Linked DNA regions of Mus musculus: region 1 is linked to region 2. The links are chromatin contacts, called in public Hi-C maps. All regions are on one chromosome and are shown on one strand. The core of a region is the stretch at or near the end of the contact, and the rest is flanking DNA. Distances in the headings are between cores, read along the strand shown. Region 1 has its middle 100 kb from the start of Irx5. Region 2 has its middle 7.9 kb from the start of Irx5.

What was found. Hi-C and Micro-C count contacts between places; a contact is called where the count stands out from the background.
Region 1: a Hi-C map of epiblasts shows a contact between it and region 2, with 3 times the contacts expected there. The contact joins two enhancer-like sites. A contact is called at or near these places in 1 of 39 promoter capture datasets (embryonic stem cells), 1 of 15 datasets of contacts at CTCF or cohesin (stem cell-derived epiblast-like cells), 35 of 484 Hi-C or Micro-C datasets (cerebellum, differentiating embryonic stem cells, embryonic fibroblasts and 7 more), 3 of 115 datasets of contacts at active chromatin or transcription factors (all in embryonic stem cells) and 1 of 9 other capture datasets (embryonic stem cells).

The regions. Positions count from the first base shown.
Region 1 is chr8:92,458,049-92,464,303 of GRCm38.p6, forward strand. No RefSeq gene overlaps it. Among named protein-coding and RNA genes, the nearest start is that of Irx5, 100 kb to the left of the region's middle. Within about 2 kb of position 2,568, at least 49 of the 459 cell types and tissues checked have an H3K27ac peak or open chromatin away from gene starts, as enhancers often do. A contact at or near this core is called in epiblasts, where this site is marked.
Region 2 is chr8:92,362,428-92,369,057 of GRCm38.p6, forward strand. No RefSeq gene overlaps it. Among named protein-coding and RNA genes, the nearest start is that of Irx5, 7.9 kb to the left of the region's middle. Within about 2 kb of position 4,539, at least 19 of the 459 cell types and tissues checked have an H3K27ac peak or open chromatin away from gene starts, as enhancers often do. A contact at or near this core is called in epiblasts, where this site is marked.

The sequences.
Region 1 (6,255 bases), core at 1,318-3,817, 94 kb after region 2:
GCCCGATCTGGTGCCCTTTCTGGGTAAGTTCATTCCTGTCTCCTCACAAAAAGTCACACAACATTGCAGACAGACCTGATCCTACGTCTACGTCTTGAAGGGCTTCCTGAGAATGCAGCTCGGCACAGACAAGTCTGAGACGGGAACTGACAAGGGCTGATGCTTACAGGTACAGTGGGTCTGGTCTATTTCTGTGGCCTGGCTCTGAGACATGAAAGATGCCCTTGTCAGACTCTGTGTAGAGAGTGTCATTGTTATATCTTCCTTCTGCAAGGCCTAGGCCAAGTGTGCTGTGTGATTGTCACTTCCCAAATCCATTCCGAATCAGACCCCTTGGGATCACAGCGGAAACTGCCCATAAGAGCTACCAGGAGGCAGAGAAAGGAGCATCTCTGTCCCTGTAACCTAACACTCACGGTCCCCACAGGCTGCTCTTGTGTATTGATTTACTAGAGACTGTCAACTCAGGATCTAGAATAAATCCAGAAGACAAACCTCTGGGCATGTGTGTGAGGGAGTTTCTACTTTGGCTTAGTTGAGATGGGAGGAACAGGTCTTACTGTGAGCGGTATTGCTGCATGGATGAAGTCCTGGACTTCCCGAAGAGAATGAGAGCTAAACAGCTGTCTACATTTCATCTTGCTTCCTCTTGGCTCAAGCCCCATCAGCTCCCATGCCTTTCCCAACCCAATAGCATCAACCTGTGAACGAAAATAAACCCGTTCTCCATTAAACTGCCTCTGGCAGCTCTTTCCATCACAGCAGCAAGGAATGTGCCTTGTACACACTCCTCTGGGCTCTTACTGGAGGTGGGCAGTTCCTCTGACTAGTGACAAACCTGAGAACTCCTAGTCTGTACTTTTTCACAAAACACATGGAACCAGGAGTCCTGGCTGCTTCCAGAACTGTGGGTCTGTCTCTAAGGAGCAGAGGCCATCTTCCAGCCTCAGAGATGTCCTCCCTGTCTGCTACCTACAGCAGGGACTCCTCTGGGGGAAAACCCACCATCCCTGCAGTGAGCACGCTCATCATCTCTGGTGACACACACACTGTTAGTCAGGAACACATTTTGTTTCTAGGGGAAGAGAAGGGCGCCTGTTTTTATATCTGCAAATAGCTCTGAGCTGGGTAGACACTCAGTTGTTTTGATCCTCTGTGGAAGCTAAAAAAAAATCACATGGCAGGTACCCTCCATTGCTGGCTGCTGTCAGGGTGCTCTGCTGAAGGTGAAGTGTGGGTCCCTTAGCTGCGCATCTACTCCTGAAGACAGACTCAGAGAAGATGAATCTCACTGCTCTTCCCCTTGGGCACCAGAGACTGAACCGGGTTTGCAGTTTTCCAAATTCTTGTAGAATAACACCCCCCACCCCCACCCCGTACTCCTTCAGAACTACCTACTTCAGATGCAGTACCCTCCGAGTGCTACATTCCTTGCCTGGTGAAGCACCTCCATTGGGCAAGCACCAGCCCTCTGGAGGACTCTGAGCCCTGGGCCTAGAGGCTCTACCTCTGAGTTTGAGGTTTAATAATTTCAATCCCTCCTTTGCTTATTTCTTTGCACATGCATGCATAATTATCCAAGCATACATATACATACCCGTGGTGTTCAAACTTCAAAGTCATGGATGCATGCCTACACATATTTGACTGTGCACACACATATGCATAACCACATGTATTCACATGCATATCCACACTTGGACAATTATGGCCTTTATGAGTCCATTGCACACATCGTGCACACACACACACACACACACACACACACACACACACACACACACACACACTGTATGTATGCATAAACACCTCACCTAGCTGCAAACTCTGTATGTATGTATTACTCTGAGTGTGTCTACATGCATATGGGAAGATAAAACTACATGCTCACCATCCACATGCATACCACATACGAGCTCACAGGGACACAAATGTGTGTCCACATAAATCCAACTCCATGCATGAACAAATGCCCCATATAGTAATGCACAGGAAAGGGTGGAGGTTACCAGGCATATTCATCTGTACCCTGGCACACACATCTCCCACAGACAAATGGATGGATACAGCTAGTGTGTACACCTGCAAACTTACTGATAACAGAGTTCATAGGCACGAGGCCACCGTCTGACACCCAAAACATAACCATTGTGCTTGTGCAACCAACAGGCACTCCCCACAGGCGTGCACGCACAAATGCCTAGGTCAGCTATTCAACAAGCTTGCTCTTACACTTCACCACCTTGGGCGTGGGAGGCGCTCCCGGGCACGCGCACACGCGTTCCCTCTCCCCAGCCCGGCGGTCCGGCTGTAATTGCTCCCAGCCCGGGATTGTGCAAAGCGCGCCGCGGGAGCGCACCGCTCCGATCCCGCAGCGCTCTGCGCGCCCCCAGCCCCACTGCCGCCCGGCCCGGCCCGCGGCCATCAAAAGGCCGCTTTGGGCGCGGGCACCTGCTCGCCCGGCCGCAGCCGCGTTTTATCTGGCGCGGTGAATAATTGATGCGCCGCTGCTTTGCAGTCAAACGCGCGGGCTGCCCGCGCCGCCGCCGCCCGCCGGCCGCTGTGATTTATTATTTACCAGCGCGCGGCCGCCGTGTAAGGTGAGCACTGTGGCTGCTCGCAGAACTGTTACAATCTGGCCTCGTTAGTGGCCTTTCTTGCTGCCTCTCCAAACGGCAGCCCCGCTGATTGATTTTCCCGCCGAAGCCGTGCCATGAAATCCCAGCGCTGCTGCTCTCAAAGCGGCTGCGGAAAGCCAGGCTTGGCCCTTCTTCCCGCAACAAGAGCCCGCGTTTGCGCGCGCGCCTTTCATGGCGTCCCCGGCTCCGCCGCTGGCCCCATTAGCACGGCACCCGGCTCCCGCCGCTCCTGCGGGCGACGCTATGCAGCGCGCCGCGGTCGCGGGGGACCGCGCGGGGCCTTTCAAGCCGGTGGCGAGGCGCAGCCGTCCCGCGACCACAAAGTTTTCCTGCCTTGGAAGTTTTCAAACGCGCTAGGCTGATCCGAGTAAGGAACCGGCTGGCTCTTCCCGGGACTCTCCCAGTGACAGCGAAGAGGGGTCCCTCTGGACTACCAGCAAGGAAAAGAAGGCATTTTGGGGGATGCCTACTGTATGCCAGTGTTTAGTCTTTAAACCATTCAGGGGCAACAGCTTGCGAACAAGAACAGGAGGAAGAGCTAGCAAGAGGGGCCTGGGGTGTACCTTCCGCTGGTTAGTTGAAAGCCACCCAGTAACTGTTTGGAATACTACTAAGTACTCAAACTCCCGGTGTGGGACTAGGGTGACTGAATCATCTCAGGTCCTCTGTATGGGCATCCAGGTCTCAGGACTCAAGGCATCTGTTTTGTCATTGGGAGGAAGTGGCCACATTCCCAGGATCCTATCAGACCTGAAATTCACACGATGACGGAGGGGGTGGGAGTCAGGGGTCGGGGGTCGGGAGATGGGGCAGTGGTTCCAAAATTGCTGGTGATAGAGGAAGGTGCCCATTTGGGAGGTTTCCTGAGGGATTCCCCTGGGTGACAAGATGACAAGTTAACAAGGCTTTTGTGTTTTGAAGTGTGGCCCAAGCTGTGTTCAAGGCAGGACCCCTAGAACAGAACCTGAGCAAATCTTGTCACTTTTCTGAAGGGCTTCTCTGTCATACAGAAGGTAGGGCAGCCCCACTTCTCCCTTCCACAGCGCCTGGTGCAGACGAATCCCCAATAGCTGTTCATCTGTCCTGGTGGGTTGGGGACTGGAGAGTGGACACCATAGCTGGGTGCAGAGCCAGATTCATTCCCTTAAGCGTTGAAGCCATTGTGTGTGTGTGTGTGTGTGTGTGTAAAAAGACCACTCAGAATGACCTGTGTGCAGTAGTAGGGTTCTTTGGTTTGGTATAACTGCCACCATATTGAATCAATACAGCTGTGGTAACACACTGGAGAACTTCATGAATTCTGGTCCATGAATGCCCCCTCTTGGAGAGAGGAGACTCAGATCACTGCCCCTCCACCCCATCCATGGCTATAGAAGAGGTAGATAGTTGGGGTGGGCTCTTCAGTATGTGGCTGATGTAAGTGGCTGGATGTAAACTGAGGAATTTTGCTGTGGCACAGCTGCCCTTGAGTCTCCGCTGCTCCTCCTGTAAATGATCCCAACAAACCCATTGTTTCACCAAGCTGGACCTCCATAAAATCTTTTCTTTGGTCTGTTGGTGTCCCACCTAAAGTGGGTGAATAGACTCCTTTATGGCTCCCAGCAAGTCACCAGACACACACCTTCCTGTGTGGCCAGCTCTGTCTTGAGCATGAAGCATCTTTGGCTAGACCCACAGCTTTGTTGAAAAGGGTTTACCCTGGATGCTTGAAGAAGTCCTATAGCACTCAGGCAATAGGTAGGGAACTGGGGACCACAGTTCTAATTAGAAGACAAGATCTCTGTCCTCAGTCACATTGCACGGATCGTTTGAAAAATGAAACACATGGTTGGTTTCCTATTGTTGTCTCCCTCTCCTCCACCCGAGCCCTTAGAGCTGCCCTGAGTTCATGCTGTAGGAGCCCAGCCTCAGCTATCTCCCAGGCTTATTCAGCTTCTGAGTCACTCATTACCCAGTGCCATTTTATCCTTCTTAAACCTACCATCTTGGTATGAAGCCTGCTCCCTCACGCTCTTACCCATTGGTCCTGTGAATGAGCCCAAAGGGCAGGTCTGTTCCCTCTTAGCTCCAAACAACTGTCCAGGTGTTGTTTGAGTCTAGGAGTCACCAACCATTTCTCACATTCTTAAGGGTTTTCTTAGTGGCTTAGGCACTACATGTCCTTGGAAAGTTAGAAAACACATTTGCAAACATTGGGGTCACGCCCATGTTACAGTTACAGAACTCAGGAGAAAGGGCTTTGCTTTCAGTTACATGGAGCATTAGCAGCAGGCAGAACCATAATCCTTGCTCTTAATTCACAATTTAAAAACTAGCAAAAGAAAACATTCTCAAACTGTAGATCCATGAAAATCTACCGATAACAGGTTTGTTTTTTTCTTTTCTATTTTTTTTTGATTTTTACATTTTCTTTAGATTTATTTTATTATGTATGACTGTTTTAACTACATGTATTATCTATGTAACACATGCATGCCTGGTGCCCATCATGGTCAGAAGATGGTGTCAGATCCCTTGGAACTGGAGATATGAATGGTTGTGAACCACACTGTGGGTGCTGGTATCTCAACCTGAGTTCTCTGCAAGAAGAGGTGTTCTTAAACACGAAGACATCTTTTACCCCTGCCCTGAGAGACCCCAGCTAACGCTTTAAAGATCCTTCCTCCTTGTCTCCCTTCTTCCTTTCTTCCCTCCCCTGCCTCTTTCCCTTCTCCCCTTCTTTCTTTGTGTGGGAGTGTTGCATGAGCCACTGTGTGTGTGTGTGTGTGTGTGTGTGTGTGTGTGTGTGTGTGTGTGTGTGAGAGAGAGAGAGAGAGAGAGAGAGTACACGTAGGTCACACAGATAACCTGTAAGAGTGCTCTCCTTTCACATGTGAGTTCTGGGAATAGAATCGAACTCAGGTCTTTAGGTTTGGCAGCAGTCACCTTTAACCACAGAGACATCCCATCTGACCCTTCTAACATAATGACAAAATATGATTATTCTGTTCTTAAGATCAAAATGTATATCCACATTCCACATCAGTACTTAAAGTTTTTGTAGTGGGGTGCATCCAGTGTGATGAACATGAGAGAAAAAAACCCAACCAACCAACCAACCAACCAAACAAACAAACAAACTAAAAACATCAAGATTGAAAAGGAAGAAACTGAATTCTTTATTGGAAAAATGACTTGATTGTCTACATAAAAAACCCCAGCAACATCTGTAAGAGTATGCAGGAATTATCAACCTCAGTAACAAGATTGTAGCATTTAAGAGCAATGCTCAAAAGCAATTAAAATCTTATAAATGAAAAATTGAAATTTGAAATAAAATATAATATTTGCCAAAAACTTAAAACATTTAAGTACAAATCTAAACACTGCTATGCAAGATCTTTTCTCTCAAAAACATAAAACATCGGGGAATGGGGGATGTATGTAGGGGTGTACCATGTTCATGGATTATAAGGTTCAATACTGGTAAAATGTCAATTCTGTCTAAACTGATGAATCAGTTTAATTGCAATCCATTGCAAAAATCTACAGAACACCGCCAAGCATGGGAGAGAGTCAAGGCACTCTTGAAATTGAAAGTCAAAGTTAAAGTAGGAACAACTGGTGTAAACAGGAT
Region 2 (6,630 bases), core at 3,289-5,788:
CTTCTTCTTCTTCTTTTTTTCTTTCTCGTTTTAGTCCGCTTTATTTCAGCTTGGTGCAAACGTAGATTCATCTCGGTTCTAAATGACCAAGGGACAGTCAGTACCCATTGCCTCCACCCACCAACCCCTGAGTTCAGGCTTAGTTACCCTGCTTGCGGCTCCATTTTGCACCTGAGATATGAAGTCGCCAACCCTTTTACTTCATGGGAATTTTTTTGTGTGTGTGGTAATGGGGGGAGGTGCGATACAGGAAAAAAAAATACCCCAGCGAGAGGAATTAATTTGACTGACTGTAGGGACAGAACTGTTTGCACACAACGGCAGCATAATTAGGCTAAAGCATATTGTACATATTTGCATTTCTCTTCCTTACTTTTGCCCTACTCGGGTTTTAAAGCACACCCCAAACTTACACCGCTCTTGTTGCTGCTTTTCTTAGCTTTTTTTTTTTAAACCTGCAACAGGATTCATTTTGTTTATTCGAATTGAGACAAGTTTGAAAGCTGTGTTAACCAGATGCTTTAAGGAGCTGTTTTTGTTTGTTTGTTTGTTTTTTAAATCTGAGTCTAACTTAGAAAATTCTCATAGGGAAATGATTCTAAAGCTGGTAGTGTGAGCGATTAAACATACATGAAACGATCGTATTTTATTTTGTCCCTTTAATTATAAATGATTTTTTTAAAACAATTGCATTCCAGAGATGACTTGCCCTGCCCCCTTCCCCTTCACGCCCCTTCTCCCAGCCTAGTTCACAATCGGCTCCCCCTACCCCCGTGTCTATGCAGCCCCAGGAGTCATCTTCTTTTCTGAGAAGTCTGAAGAATAGGCAGACCGTTTTTTTCTTAAGGGAAAGTTTAGAGACCACATCAACGCGGCGGGGTTTTTTGGAAGCACTGGTCCTAAACTCTGCCCAACGATTTTTAAAAAGAAAATTACAGGCCTCCTTGTGTTCCTGGGAATATGCAAATGACGTGGCGGGGCATCCCGGGTCCGCGGACAAGGGCTGGGGCTACAGCCGCATGCCCGCCGGGCTGCCTGGGAACGGGCGCCGCGCCCGCCGCAGAGCGCGCGCCCTTTCTCCGCATCCAAGGGCTGCAGGCTCGGGGCTAGGCAACGCAAGCACAGGCCCTGGGCAGCTGTTGCCCTAAGTCTCTGTCCCCTGCGTGCATCTCTCCTGAGCTTGGCGTCTGCGGTTTTCTTTGCGTACTTCAACTACTGCGCACACTCCCACAGAAGTCCGAGGTTTTCTTTCTTGCAGAACTAGGTTTCGGTGGTCAGTGGTTTTTCTGGTTTCTAGAGATTATCTAATTTGGAGGTAGCCTGCTGGACAGGTCCGAGCTTGGGACATATAGAAAATAACATCTACGTTTAATCCCAGAAGTAGTTGTGTCCCATGTCCCCGAACCTCCATTTTAACTCGTCGGTCCAGAAGGCGATGCATCTTGGATGCATGAATACCAAGGTGCGTCTTGTCAATGCTGGGGTCGGGGTTTGTTCAAAGGCTGGGAACGAAAGACTCGAGCCACAGAGCCTAAAATATCTCTAAACTACCTCGAAGCTGACTTGTGCTGGTGTCAACCACCTGTGCCTGGCTAGGCCAGTTTTGGGGAAAACCTCACCTTCAGGAGCCCTAGTTTGGCACTTAAGGACTAAAAGAAACCGAATCCCAGCGGGTCCTGGAACTTCTCCTTAGGGGTCTCACAGTCAGTCTCCTTAGGCTGGGTTCCATCCCTGAACCCTTTGTGCCGGTCAAATCAGTTTAAGGGATTTAGTAGTCAAAGAAGAAATAGCCCGGTGGTATCTCGAGGTAAGCCAGGGCCTTGAGAGGAGGCCAGATGTCGGTACTAGGACCTAGAAAAAGCGGTTTCCTGGCTCGGGTGAAGAGCCTCTGAGAGGACTTTTACGCTGTAAGCACCTTCGGAGCACTTCGGAGTATTGCCCCTTACTATCCAAATCTTGAGACACAAAAGATTGGGGTGGTCCTGCGTGTAGCTTGGGTCCAGACCAGGTCTCCCAGCTCACCTGTCCCCTACAAGTAGCAGGTTACCTGGAGAAAGCTAGAAGCAGGTTACTTCAAAGTACCCAAAGTGAAAGGAACAGAATTGAACTTTCAAGAGGAACCCCGGGGCCTCCAGGTTAGGAAGGGCGCCGCCTACTGGTTCCCGGAGCCACGGGGTTCGCAGGGAGAAGGAGCCGAGCCAAAGCCGGCCAGGCCTTCATCCACCACCCTGCCTTGGCTCCGCATTTCAGCTGGGTGACCCCAGGCTGTTTCCGCTAGCCAAGTTGCCTAGGCCCTGGACTTCATGACCTAGTTAGCACTGGGACAATGGGTAGCAGGCCTTGACTAAATCAGCTTTAACTCGACTCCTAGCTAGCTCACTGTTATAAAAGTCAGGCAGCAGACAGCTGAGAAGTGTGGGCACTCAAGAAGTCTTCAGGTAGGGGGTGCGTAAGTAGTCTGTAGATGGTGGGCTTCGCGCAAGCGGTCTGTTTCATTTCAGGTGTACCCCATTTCTGCTTCCTTGTGCGATAGCACGCCTGGAATCCCACAACGTCTTGTTTTATTTGTGGTTTGCCATTCGGGAGGAGTCTACCAGTCCAGGAACACCGGTTTGGCCCGTGTGTGGACATTACAAAATAAGGGAACGCGTATTTATTTCCCGTTGGCTTTCGAACTCTCTTTCAACAGTAACTTTTAATGGGATCGGAGTGGCAAACCTTGTAGAGCTCACAGCAGCTAGCGCAGTAAGGCGCAGAAGGGCCATGGGGTGAACTAGGAGGAGGAGAGCAGGGCGTGCCCTTGGACCGGCTCAGTGTCTCTTGCCTCTGAGCAATCTAAGGCACACAGTTGACCCGAAGGGGACCTTGCCGTCTGCCCTTTTCACTAGCCAAAGCTTTGGCACGGTTACTAGGCCCACCCTGAATGTCTACCTCTGTGACCAGGTTAGACCCTCTCTCCTTTTCGTTTTCGCTCTAAATACAAACCTGGGCCATTGATAGTGGGCAGACCGGGATAGTGGCCTCACAAGAGAACAACCCTGGGGGCAGGTCTACAACTCCACCCGGCCTGCCCCACAGGGCTACCCGGAGTCTTCCGCCTCTCTTGGGCTGCAGCCCCCAACTCTGGCTTCCCTAAGGCCGCTCGCCCGGCAGCGCTGCTTTCTGACGCCGGAATGAGCCCAGCGCGCCCAGACGTCACTTTCCCAGTGAAATCTGCTTTTATTTGCTCCGAGCAAACCCCAGGCTCTCAGCGCTCCCGCCTGATGGATGCAAATGTAAATGTGCACTTATTTAATTGGATCAGGCCCCAAGATAAAAGAGATAAACGGCTCCCCGTTTGCTAACTTCTTTTCTGAGGCATGCAGCGCCTCGTGGAGGGGAAGCTAATGAAGGAGCCGCGCGGCGCTCAGCCCTGCAACTCTTCGCAGCCCTGGTGTACAGAAAGGCCCGCGCCACCTCGTCGCCCTCCAAGCCTGGTGGGGTTCCCCTGGGATCCTCTGTGCGGCCTGGCCCGGAAAGATGAGAAGGCCCGGGGCTGCTGTCTCTCTTGCAAATTCGGGTCCGCATGGTTCTCCACCTAGGCTTGTTCCCCTTGGCTTGCTTTCTCACCCAACCCCCGAGCTAAGCGCATTAGGAAAAAAAAAAAAATCCCTTACCCCAGACACCTCTACCACCTCAGGTGGAGGGGTTCAGAGAGAAAGATGCTGGGCTGTGGATGTGGGTGGGTGGAAAGCAGATTGCCTCTCTGGCCTTCAGAGTCAGGAGGAACGGTCCTCAACACGGAAGAAGCCCCTTTCCTGCTCCCCACAGGGCCTTCTTTTGGAGCCCGAGGTTGCTTTCAGAATCATCTGGAATCCCTGGTTTAACTCTTCCTCTACCCACATACTGTACACACTTTACACGACAGGACACAATAATTTCTGTGTGACTCGGAGACGGGACAACTATTCGGAAGGAAAGGACTGCCTGGCACCGTTTCTCCTTGAGACAACAGTTTAGACCTTTAGAGCCAGCGGATCCTCGTGTGCCTCAAGGTTGCTTCTAAATTTGAGGTTCCGATTTCCTGGAAAAAGTTTCTCTTCTGTTCAGATATATACGGTCGTTGATGAAACAGCGTAAAGATAATGAATGTAAAGGAGAGGAGCGGGGAGCCCTTGCGTAGAGACGCTCTCCCAATAGATCCAGTTCCCTGAAACTGGGCTGGACTGGAGAGCTGGACTTCTTCGAGGGGCTGGACTGGGCAGCACCGATGTCGCTGCCACGCTGGGTCCCAATGAGCTGATGGATGGGCTTGTCATGAAAGCTGTGTGCGCGGAGCATTTACCTCGCTAAACTGAAATTACTGTCTTTTCAGGGGCTAATTTGTGTAACTCCCATGGAGGGGCCTGGAGGGGGTTTGATGAGGCATAAAATGATGATTAATGAATTTATTGGCCGCTGCTCATCAAACAAGGGCTCAGAGCTGGCGTACACACCCGGAGCCTGGCGGCGGCGCTCAACTCAGCTGGGATCCAGCCTCCCGGCTCCAGTGCCTACGTGGTTCCCCCCACCCCCGACGCGGCCAGCTTTGGATATTTTGCTTCTCTTGAACCCAGGAGGCTTCCTGTGGGCGGTCCTGGACCCCAGATTCAGAAATGGGCATGGAACCCCGGGGGTTCTGGAGGAGAAGAGCGGGTTCTAGCTGTCCGCCATTGCCCCCTGCAGGCAGTATGCTCAAGCCTGGGGCAGGGCTGGTGCTGATGCAGGAAGAAGCCCCTGGGACTCCCAGGTGACTGTGAAGCCTGCGATGGCTTTGGAGCTTTGAGCAAGAACTCTATTCCGGATATATCATAGCTACTGGGTGGGCAGAGGGTGGCATAGCGCTGTCTTCCTAGGCGCTCTTGGACAATTTCAATAACCAGTCTGAACCTGATTTCCTCATTCATAAAAAGGGACTGAAATACCTCACTCCCACCACCGGGAGGGAGGGATATGATGCATGACACATGGCAGCCTTCAGGATAGCTTTTAGGGTAGCACTCTCACTAGCTCAGGTCTGGGATGCAGGGTCCTACCAGCATGGCTGCTCCTTCTTGACAGTCCTCTCCACTTCCTCTGGTCAGTAGCACCAGCTGGAGCTTGAAGAGAAACTGTGGGAAGCCTAGAAAGGCAGTCATACCCACCAGTGTGGCTTCAGGAAATCCTTGCACCCTTGGCCAGGCAACCCTTCATCTGAAGGCACCTATCTTTTGGAATACAGTTACTAGGACCTTCAGGCTACTCCCCTTTGGTCTCAAGAATCTATAGCCTCGAAGGCTTCTAAGTTTACCTTGGATTCTTTTCTCAGAATTCAACACGTTTACTGCCTTCCTTATACCTAGTCACACTGTCTGCCCCAGACTTCCGAAGAAGCAAATCCACCCTTGCTTCCATGGCATCCGCTTGTTGGAAGAGAAGGCAGGGAAAACCTTGGCGTTGAACCCTCTAGGGTGTTCTTACAGTGGTCTTCTTGCTAGCACAGATCTACGTCAACCCTTCTGTCCTTCCTCCGTCTAGCTGAGCATCTAGCATGGGCTAATGCTGCTGCAGGAGCCAGACAAAGTCTCCTTGCACTTTCACTTCAGACAACCAGATTGCACGTTCACTTCAGACAACCAGACTCAACAAGTAGCTCAACAAGTAAGCCACGGAGACTCCACATTGTGTCTGTGTGATGAGGGTTATAAGGCAAATGGAGAGGGTAAGAAGTGGGCTCTTTTAGTCGAGGCAACCCACTGAATTCCCCTAGGATATGATCATGTGAGAGGCCTCCCTGCCCCACCTCTCCAAAAAGATGCTAGGGAGCCTGCCAAGCAGAAATTAGGAGGAAGGAAGACGTCTAAACACAAGGAATAGAAAATGTAAACTTTCTGAAGTGGGACAGATTTCAGGGAGACCTTTGGGAGACAAGGCCAGGGTTCAGGCCAAGAGCAATTTACATAGGGCCTTGTAGGTCCTGTGAGACCTTCAGTGTCCGTGATGAAAGCCAGGTGATGTGGAGGGTCTTGAGGATCTGACTCATGTTTATAAACATGCTGTGTGTGAGCTGAGCTTCTGGGGGAGGGGCGTGGTAGCACAAGCAGGAACAAGTTAGGAGACCAGTTGAGAATCCTGAGGGAGGAGTGTTCCTCAGACAAGTGTGGTAGCTGGAATCAGGGAGAAAGCTCAGTCTCTTCAGAGAGAAGAAACCCAGATATTCTTTGACATGTCACCCGAGCCAGTGGCGCTCACGGATGTGATGGGATTGGCGGATGCCAGAGTACTCAAGTGCTCAGGGTAAGATGCCATGGGTGACCCCAAAGTGGACGTTTTCTCTCCCTCAGCCACAGATGATACCATGCTGTGATCAGATCTTCCCTTTGGTTCCCCACCGGCACCCCCAGCGCCAGCCCCAGCCCCAGGAGAGAATCTGAAGTTTGGGAAAAGAGAATGACATGTCCTAGCTCCTAGAGTCATAGGCAGAGGCACAGCCCAAATGCAGGTCTCCTAACTCCTGCCTCGCCTGAGCTAAGTTCTTCAGGATATCTGTATTTTAACAGAGAACTCTCTGAAACAAAATGCCTTAACAGAGAGGAATGAATTCATAATGCCGGAATCTCAGACACTGTGACA